3 separate regions of the Gossypium hirsutum genome follow, and regions 1 and 2 are each linked to region 3. Evidence: chromatin contacts called from public Hi-C data. All regions are on one chromosome and are shown on one strand. The core of a region is the stretch at or near the end of the contact, and the rest is flanking DNA. Distances in the headings are between cores, read along the strand shown. Region 1 holds the start of LOC107901621 (chaperone protein ClpB3, mitochondrial). Region 2 holds the start of LOC107901619 (nucleolar and coiled-body phosphoprotein 1). Region 3 holds the start of LOC121218328.

Evidence for each region. A called contact is a pair of places that touch in the nucleus more often than the background predicts.
Region 1: a contact with region 3 is called in a Hi-C map of leaf, with 2.0 times the contacts expected there. The contact joins the promoter of LOC107901621 here to the promoter of LOC121218328 in region 3. A contact is called at or near these places in 3 of 34 Hi-C or Micro-C datasets (all in leaf).
Region 2: a Hi-C map of leaf shows a contact between it and region 3, with 2.4 times the contacts expected there. The contact joins the promoter of LOC107901619 here to the promoter of LOC121218328 in region 3. A contact is called at or near these places in 5 of 34 Hi-C or Micro-C datasets (callus and leaf).

What each region holds. Positions count from the first base shown.
Region 1 is chrD06:24,657,930-24,660,629 of Gossypium_hirsutum_v2.1, forward strand. LOC107901621 (chaperone protein ClpB3, mitochondrial) reads right to left here and starts at 1,279. Exons shown (of 10, transcript XM_016827699.2): 1 at 859-1,279; 2 at 85-303. The coding sequence starts at 1,104.
Region 2 is chrD06:24,634,135-24,636,834 of Gossypium_hirsutum_v2.1, forward strand. It overlaps LOC107901619 (nucleolar and coiled-body phosphoprotein 1), which reads right to left and starts at 1,277. Exons shown (of 15, transcript XM_041095420.1): 1 at 1,144-1,277; 2 at 867-1,008. The coding sequence starts at 968.
Region 3 is chrD06:23,983,941-23,986,640 of Gossypium_hirsutum_v2.1, forward strand. LOC121218328 reads left to right here and starts at 1,448. Exons shown (of 1, transcript XM_041095417.1): 1 at 1,448-2,322. The coding sequence starts at 1,628. The coding sequence ends at 2,131.

The sequences.
Region 1 (2,700 bases), core at 29-2,528, 670 kb after region 3:
CCCCCTATATCACGAATATCATATAAAAAGAATAAAGCATTGAAGCAAACTCACGAAGTAAACATAACCAATTAAAATACATACTTTAGGCTGCTTCGATATAAAGTCATCGGTAGCCTGCAGAACAGAAGTGTTGTCAAGCCCTGCTTTTGTGAAAATCCTTCTAGCCAACCCATCCTTTTGTTCTAAAAGAGCTTTCATTAAGTGTTCAGATTCCACCATTTGCTGTTTGCTATCCTTTGCTGCTTGAACAGCCCCAACAAGGCCCTCCCAGGCCATATCAGTGTAATCTGATTGGTTGATCTGATGAGAAATATCCAAGGAAACAAAGAGAGTTAACACGAGCATAACAACAATAATTCCACTACAATGTAATCGAACCAAATATCATAAAACTTGTACTCTGATTGGTTGATCTGATATCGGAGAACACAAAGAGAGTTAACACGAGCATGTCAACGGTGAAACCACTGCAATGTAATTGAGCCAAATTTCATAAAATTTGTACTCTGATCGGTTGTTGCGACAAGAAAATATCCAAGAATACAGATATAGCTAACATGAGCATAACAATGGTTAAGACGCTACAATGTAATTGATCAATAAAGTCAAATCAAGCCGGCAAAATTAACATTATTGATAACCAAGTGCTTATTCTAAGCCAAACTAAAATGAAGAAAGCAAACAATTATACACACATACACAGAAATTGAATCCAAATGCCTTCCTTAGCTAAAGTTTGCTAAAAAAAACACACACAAACAGAACAGTTCAATTACTCGAGTGTCTCTCAAAGTAAATAAAACCGAAATGAAATTCATAATTAGAAATGAAAAGTTCAAAAAACAATATATAAACCTGCGCAGGGCTAGTGGCAGAAGAGTAACGTGGAGGGGAAGAGTGATAGCTGCGAGTGAGAGAGAAGAAGCCGCCGTTGTTCGCCGCCACTGCGTTGAAATTTTGAGACCGGTGAGGCGAAATGAGGGAATTACGCAAAGTACAAGCAGCGGCGGAGATGGCGCGAGCGCGAAACAGGTAGGGAATTGAGGCTTTTGATACTTTAATGGCCGAAAAAGCGGACCTTGTTAGCCTTCTTGAGGCCATTTTTGAGGATAAAATGGGAGATTTTGAAATTTAGTTTGGGTTTTTTCTTGTATTGGAACTGTTTTTTTTTCTTTTGCCGGGGGGGGGGGGTTGGTGGTGGTGTTAAGACGGGCTTTGAATTCTCTATGTGCGCGAAAGGAATAGAAAGTTGTAGAAGAGTTGGGATTTTCCTTACAATTTTTCCATTGGTCTACTTTAAGTTATTCGCTCTACTTTGTTAAAATTAAAATTTAATCTCTAAATTTTAATTCCTTCCTTATTAAAAAATAATGACGATTTTAGTCGTGGTTTAAATTAAGTGTTGATCACTGAATCTTAAAAACTTATATTAAAGTTGTCGAAACCGTCCTTTTGAAAAACAAAAATTTTAGGTTGTCGATTTAAAAAAAATGAAAGTTGGGAGTCGCCACCAATCTTTTATTGAGGTGTGATTGGGTCACCTAAAAATGACTTTGGTCTACAAATTTTAGAAAAACGGGTCCGGGAGTCGGTTACGTATGAGGAAGGATTAGCACCCTCATTACGCCCAAAAATTGGTACCTAGTTAATTAATTAATGTCTTAATGTCGAAAATTTGAAAATCGTAATCCTTAGCAAAAACTTAAAACGTTACGTATTAAGACCCTTATCATTTCAGAGAAATAAAAAACCACACCCAATACGTTAGGGCACGACATTCTAATTTTTCCCAAAAATGAATTACGGCAAAATACTAGTGCAATAAAAAATGTAAAAGAATATCCATTTATTCAAGATTTAAGAAATCGCGGCCCAATACGTTAGGGCACAATTCCTCTAAAATCCCAAACTCAGAATATTTCCTTTATTATTTTTTTAAAAAAATATTCATTTCGAGAAATCAATGCGTCACATCCAATACGTTAGGACACAACGTGTTGAATTCCCAATAATGAGTTCTTATTTTTTTTTGATTAAAGAGAAATCCTCGATTGTTAGATTTTCAAAAAAATCGGAACCCAATACGTTAGGGCTCAATTTCCTTGAAAAATCCTAAATACGAGGATTACCTCTATTTTGAAGCGTTTTATTGTAAAATTAAATAAGAGATAGAGTAATGTTATGTTGAATATGTGAATGAATGCCCCTTAAACAAATATCAATAATAAATATAACAATTTCATAGAAATAATATGAATAAATAAATAAATAAACAAAATAATGATGTGCAAAATATCAAATACATAGGTAAGATAATAATAAAAATATGCAAACATAAATTAATAAGCGAATAAAAAAATATACCTGTACACATAAAAAAATATATAAGTTTTAAACAATTAATATAATATTAAAATTAATTAAATAAATTAAACATGTGTATATAAAATATAAGTATGCGAAAATTTTAGTATAAAAAACATAAATACATGCTTAAATATACATATAAAAAAATAATAATTGCATATGAGAATTATAAAATAAAAATTAAAAGAATACAATTGCATTGTCAAAAATATTGATTTTTAAAGAAAATATGAAATTGGACTAAATTGGATCGCCAGTAAAGATCCGGGGTAAATTCGCAAATAAATAAAGTTTGAAGGACTTAATTGAACGCTCGAATTACATAGAGGG
Region 2 (2,700 bases), core at 27-2,526, 650 kb after region 3:
ATGTGTGATGGGGAGGGGAGGGGGGACAGACAATATATTTGCAACAAAGAATGTTCTGATTAATATCTATGTTTTATACAATGAAAACATAATCTAGCAAGCCCAGCAAACTCTTTCCTTAATAGGAAGGTTTTCGCACAATATCTACACGTGCTTTCCATATTAGCTTTCATCGCTTTCAATGCCATCTCAAGAGGGTAAAAAAAATTTAACCTTGGTTGTAAAATTATAGTAACCAAACATGGCTAGTGCTTAATTAACTAAGAAATCAAGGATAAATTTTATTGTAACGGTTTCTCGGATTTCACAAAATTTAAGGCAGGTATGGGATCCCTTTATGCCACATATAGACAAGAAAAGCGGGCGTGCGCGAGCATTGCTCGCGCGCATTTTTGAATTTAAAAGAAACACAAAAGTTCAAAGGATTTTCATCATTTACTACTGTATAGAATTTGCATTCAAATAAATTTAACGTGCTAGTATTCAAAATCTAGCACAGCAAACCCGTCAATGATATCAGTCATTTAGCAAATTCGCAAACATACACATCAATATATCTACACCAAAAAAAAAAAGAACAGAGAAATCAAAAACAGTTTCCCAAGTTTAAAACAGTAATGCCAGAAGCAAAATTAAATACGTGATAACATGCAAAAGAAGAAAACTTTAGAACAAGAGGTAAAAGCAGATCACAATGGAGAAAAAGAACTAACTTTAATAGCAGAAATTTAAAAGATATCACACCAAAGATAAAATTCAAACCGCATGCATAATGAAATCACATAAATAAAAGTCTAATAATTAAAAAAACGAGCGAAGTATAAAACAAAATTAAAGCCTGAAGAAAAAAAGTAATTAGGGCATACGTCAAGGAGAGGAATGAGCTCATCAACTGATGAAGGTGGTTCAACGAGCATGTTCCCAGCCTCCATTAATTGTAACTCCAGCTCTTTATCTGATGCCGCCATAGCCTCTTTTTTTTTTTTAAGAACAAAAAGAATTATGTACCTAAATATACAGAAACAGATCCTTTAAAAAAATCTAAAACCTAAGGCCTCGATTTCACACCATTCTGGAAACCTAAAAGAAACTCACGCGAAATAACACCAAACTATAAAGATTAAAGAGAGAAAAAGTGCATACACTCGAGCGAAAGTTAGGGTTTTTTCGTTTGTTTGGGAGCGAAAAAGAGAGAAAGTGATGAGTGAGTTTCTTTTTTTTTCCCTTTTTTTCAATTTTTTTTTTGAAATACTGTTTAAAAAATTATAATAAAAATATGTTTTACTTTTTTTTTGGTGTGTGTGGGCTTTAAAAGGAAAATACAGCAAAGCTTTGCTCGGATTACGCCGTGGTTATGAAATGGAGTTAAATTACGGGCTTTACGTCCACCGTTGGATTCTTAGGATGTGGACCTATTTGTGTTTATTTGACGGCTCGATTTTGTAGTTACCTTATTAGCTTTCCATTTTATTATACTGAATTTGAAATTACGTTTTTGTAAACAAAAATTGTAATTTTCGAAAGATAAAGATAATAGTTTTTACAATAAAACTCATTATTAAACTTCAAAATATTAGATAGCAGATAAAAAATAAAATAAACATTCATGTAAAAATATATATACCTTACAGAATTAATTTCAATTTTAAATAAAATTCATTCCAAATTTAAACTAAATTGAATATATATAAAAAATATTATTTATTGTAATTAATAACGGGTCTTAATCTAATTTTAATATTATAAAAATGATGATGTATCTATCAATAAAACCACCTTTTGTCGTATTATTTCTTTCATCTAAGGTTGTCTTGTATTTTACATAAAAGTCTTGGTCATATATATATATATAGGGGTCATACCATTTATTGCAATATTATTGTTTTGTTATTGTGTGTTATAGCCCATCCGAATAAGGACGTATGGTAAGTTAGAAGGCTGCTTGAGCAGTAAACCCATTAACAACCAATCGGAAGGACATTCATATGTTTCACCTATTGCAATCATTTGGACAAGTATGAATCATCCGATGTTCAGGCCATCAAGCTTTCATTAGGAATGTGATGTCGTTGGTCACCAAATACCACGTGGGTTCAATTGCTTTATACCGTTAAGTCAGAATGAATGACAGGACTTGTCCATCACAGATATCCTCATCCCACCGAATACATCCACCTCACACATTCTGTAATGATTGGTAGATAGCAAGTTCAACATGTTAACATCACCTTACAAGGGACCTCTGCATATAAATACCTTTAGGAACGATGAAGAAAGGATCGACTCTCCAAAGATATCAAGCCTATACTATACCAAGCTATCTTCAGCACTTAGCCTCCACACTCTTCTTTTCTCTACTCCTTGTAACCTCTAACTCTTCGCCCATAGTAGGTAAATCGACTATCGTGACAACCATCATATCATATTCCAGTCCTCTTCCTTGTACTATTGTATCAACAGTTAATGTGGTGAACATGGACAACATGACTTCACAATCCCAGAGCAATGCCCCCATCGACCTAATCAGCCCAACTAACTTGACCAACTCATTTGCTCTAACTAACACCCTCATCCCACCTCGCTCATGATGTAACACCCTAGGTCTAGTGGGTCTAAGGTTTTGGCATATAATAGTAGAATAGTCTGTCTGGCAAAGTGTAATCCGCCTAATGACTTATTATGGCATATACTTGTGGGTGT
Region 3 (2,700 bases), core at 198-2,697:
GAAAGCAAGCAAAAAATCATTTTGTTCTTTACAATTGGGATATTAGGACCATCTACTGAGTCAACCTAATTTGGGATAAAAACCCAAAATCATCACCGGGGTCTTAATCCGTTGATTACTTCCTACTTACAATGTTTTGCAATAATACATTCAACACATGGCTGAGCTCATTAGTTCCATTCACGAAATGAATATTCTCCAGATATTATATATATATATATTAGAAGGAAGTTCATTAATTTATTCTATGAATGGGACTATACAATTCGAAGAAAAAAAAATATTCATCATAGGCAGTGAAAGACGAGCTCTATCAGCACAATAAATACTTCAGCATCAATAAAACATTATGGTATATTGACAATTGACTTTGTAACAACTTAAGCACAATATATCTAGAGTGATTGCAATTACTTAATGTAATAAGAAAATCAGCCCCGAATAGTCCAAAGCAATAGGTGTATGCTTTTTTGAAAAACATGCAAAATCATCCCTAAAATCACTTACAAAAACAAGACTAAATCCATAAATAAGACTTTATACACAAGCAACACCAAAAAAGAGTTACAAGAGCAGAAAAAAAAAACTTCAAAAAAACGAAAACTTACTAAACAATATAAAACAAATAAAAAAACATATAAAACTTAAAAGACACTATAGGTTATTCTGAAATACTCTAAAAAAAGAAACAGATTAAGAAGTTGATGGCAAAGAAATTGCTGGTGGATAGTGGAGTTTCAGCAACGATAAACACCATCATCTATTCATCACTATTTGTAAAGATGGCAAAAAATACTCGCAAAATATATCTGCAAATTAAAAAGAGAGAAAACTCACCGAATGAATGAAAAAAAAATAAAAAAAATTGTGAGAGGGAGAAAAAGGCGTGCGCTAGACAAAACAAAACAAAAAAAAGAAATAAAAGAAGAAAAAGATCTATATATTAATTTCTAAATTATTCATAAATATCTCTAACCTAAAATGTCTACCTTATTACATTTTCTCCTAATTATATTTCTATAATAGAACATGTAAATGATAAATTTAATATTAAATTAATTATTCAGTTGATGCAAACAAACAAACCATATAATACACAAAACCAATGATTTGCAGCAACAGTTGGATATTCGATTTCCTTCTAGCAAGGTCTCCAGTTCATATATTTTAATTGAAATCTAAGATGATTTTTGAAAGAAAAACATAGTAGGTGAGTGGTTGGTATAAACGTTTCAAAAACTATATTAACTGTCAAACTAGTCATGGATTCAATAATAATAAAATAAACAATAAAAACATTATAAATCGGTTGAATTACTTTTAATCTCATATTTTGTTTTTTTATTGAATAAATTTATTTATTTTTGTATGTAAATGGATTTTTGATCCAAAAAATCCATCCATCACTATAGTCTGATTCCAAAAAGCAAATTAAGGATGTTATGAGAAAGAATACAAATTTATTTAAAGTCATCCCAACAGCAAGAAATTAATTGACATAAGGACAAATTAAAATAAAGATTAGGCTCTGGCCCCTTTTAACGGTCAAGTAGCAGCTGGATCCGCATTGGCTTAAAAGCAAGTGAGCTGTAAATTGGACGGCAAATGCCGGTTTTTGTGGCTTTGGATGTTTCTTTTTATAATCCCTGCATTCCTCTTTGCTCTCAAAAATCATCCTCCCATGGCCGCCGCACCACAAGAAAAACCAACCCACGCCAAAGAAACCTGGCCATTAAGAAACGACGGAAACGAAGACTACTCCCAAGATTTCGAAGACCCGGATTCGTCCTTCGGCTGCGGTTGTTTCCGGGGACTTTTCCGGTGGCGGTTCCGGCTCCAAGGGCAGGGGTACTTGCTGCAACAAGAAGAGGCAAAAGAAAGCTGGTTGAAGAGGAAAGCCAAGGAACTGAAAGAGGTATCGGAGGTATTGGCAGGGCCCAAGTGGAAGAATTTCATACGAAGGTTCAGCGTTTATGGAGCCAACAAAAAAAGGAGGTCGACGATGAAGATGCAGTATGATATTCAGAGCTATGAACTCAATTTCGATGAAGGGATCCATAGAGAAGCTGATGCTGCTTTCCTTGATTTCTCTGCTAGATTTGCAGCTCCATGTGGGATCAACAAAGGGTAGAGAGAGAGAGGTTGGGGGCTTAAATTTAATATAATTTTTTTGAGGGGGTCAAAAAGAAATTTTACCATTACATTGGTTTATAAGTTTATTTGCCCTGAATTGTTGAGTAAGACCATTCTTTTTGTACATTGTTCATAATCGTCATATGAATGATAAATGTTAATGAAAATCGGTTTGTTTGGGTGTAGTTACTTGTTTGGCATAATTACAATCTTACCTCCTATTCTTTTATCACTTTGGTTTTTAACCCCTTTTTTCTCTTTTAAAATTACTTTATTCCTCGATCTTCAATCGTCAGTTATATTACTTTTTGTTAAAACAAAACTCACTGGACTATTAAAAACTTAAACGGTGTTGACATGGTATCTTGTGTATACCGTATTACAATTTATGTTTACTTTATTGTTGATGTAGATGGTTCTTTTAAAATTTTTATGAAGTTTTATTAAGTATGCGTGAACTGTCATGTAAGTTACTACATGCCTCATTAAAATTTTACGAGTTCAATCAATTTTTTCTTATAAAAGAAGGGATAAAATGCAAAATTACAAATGAACTTTGGTTCAACG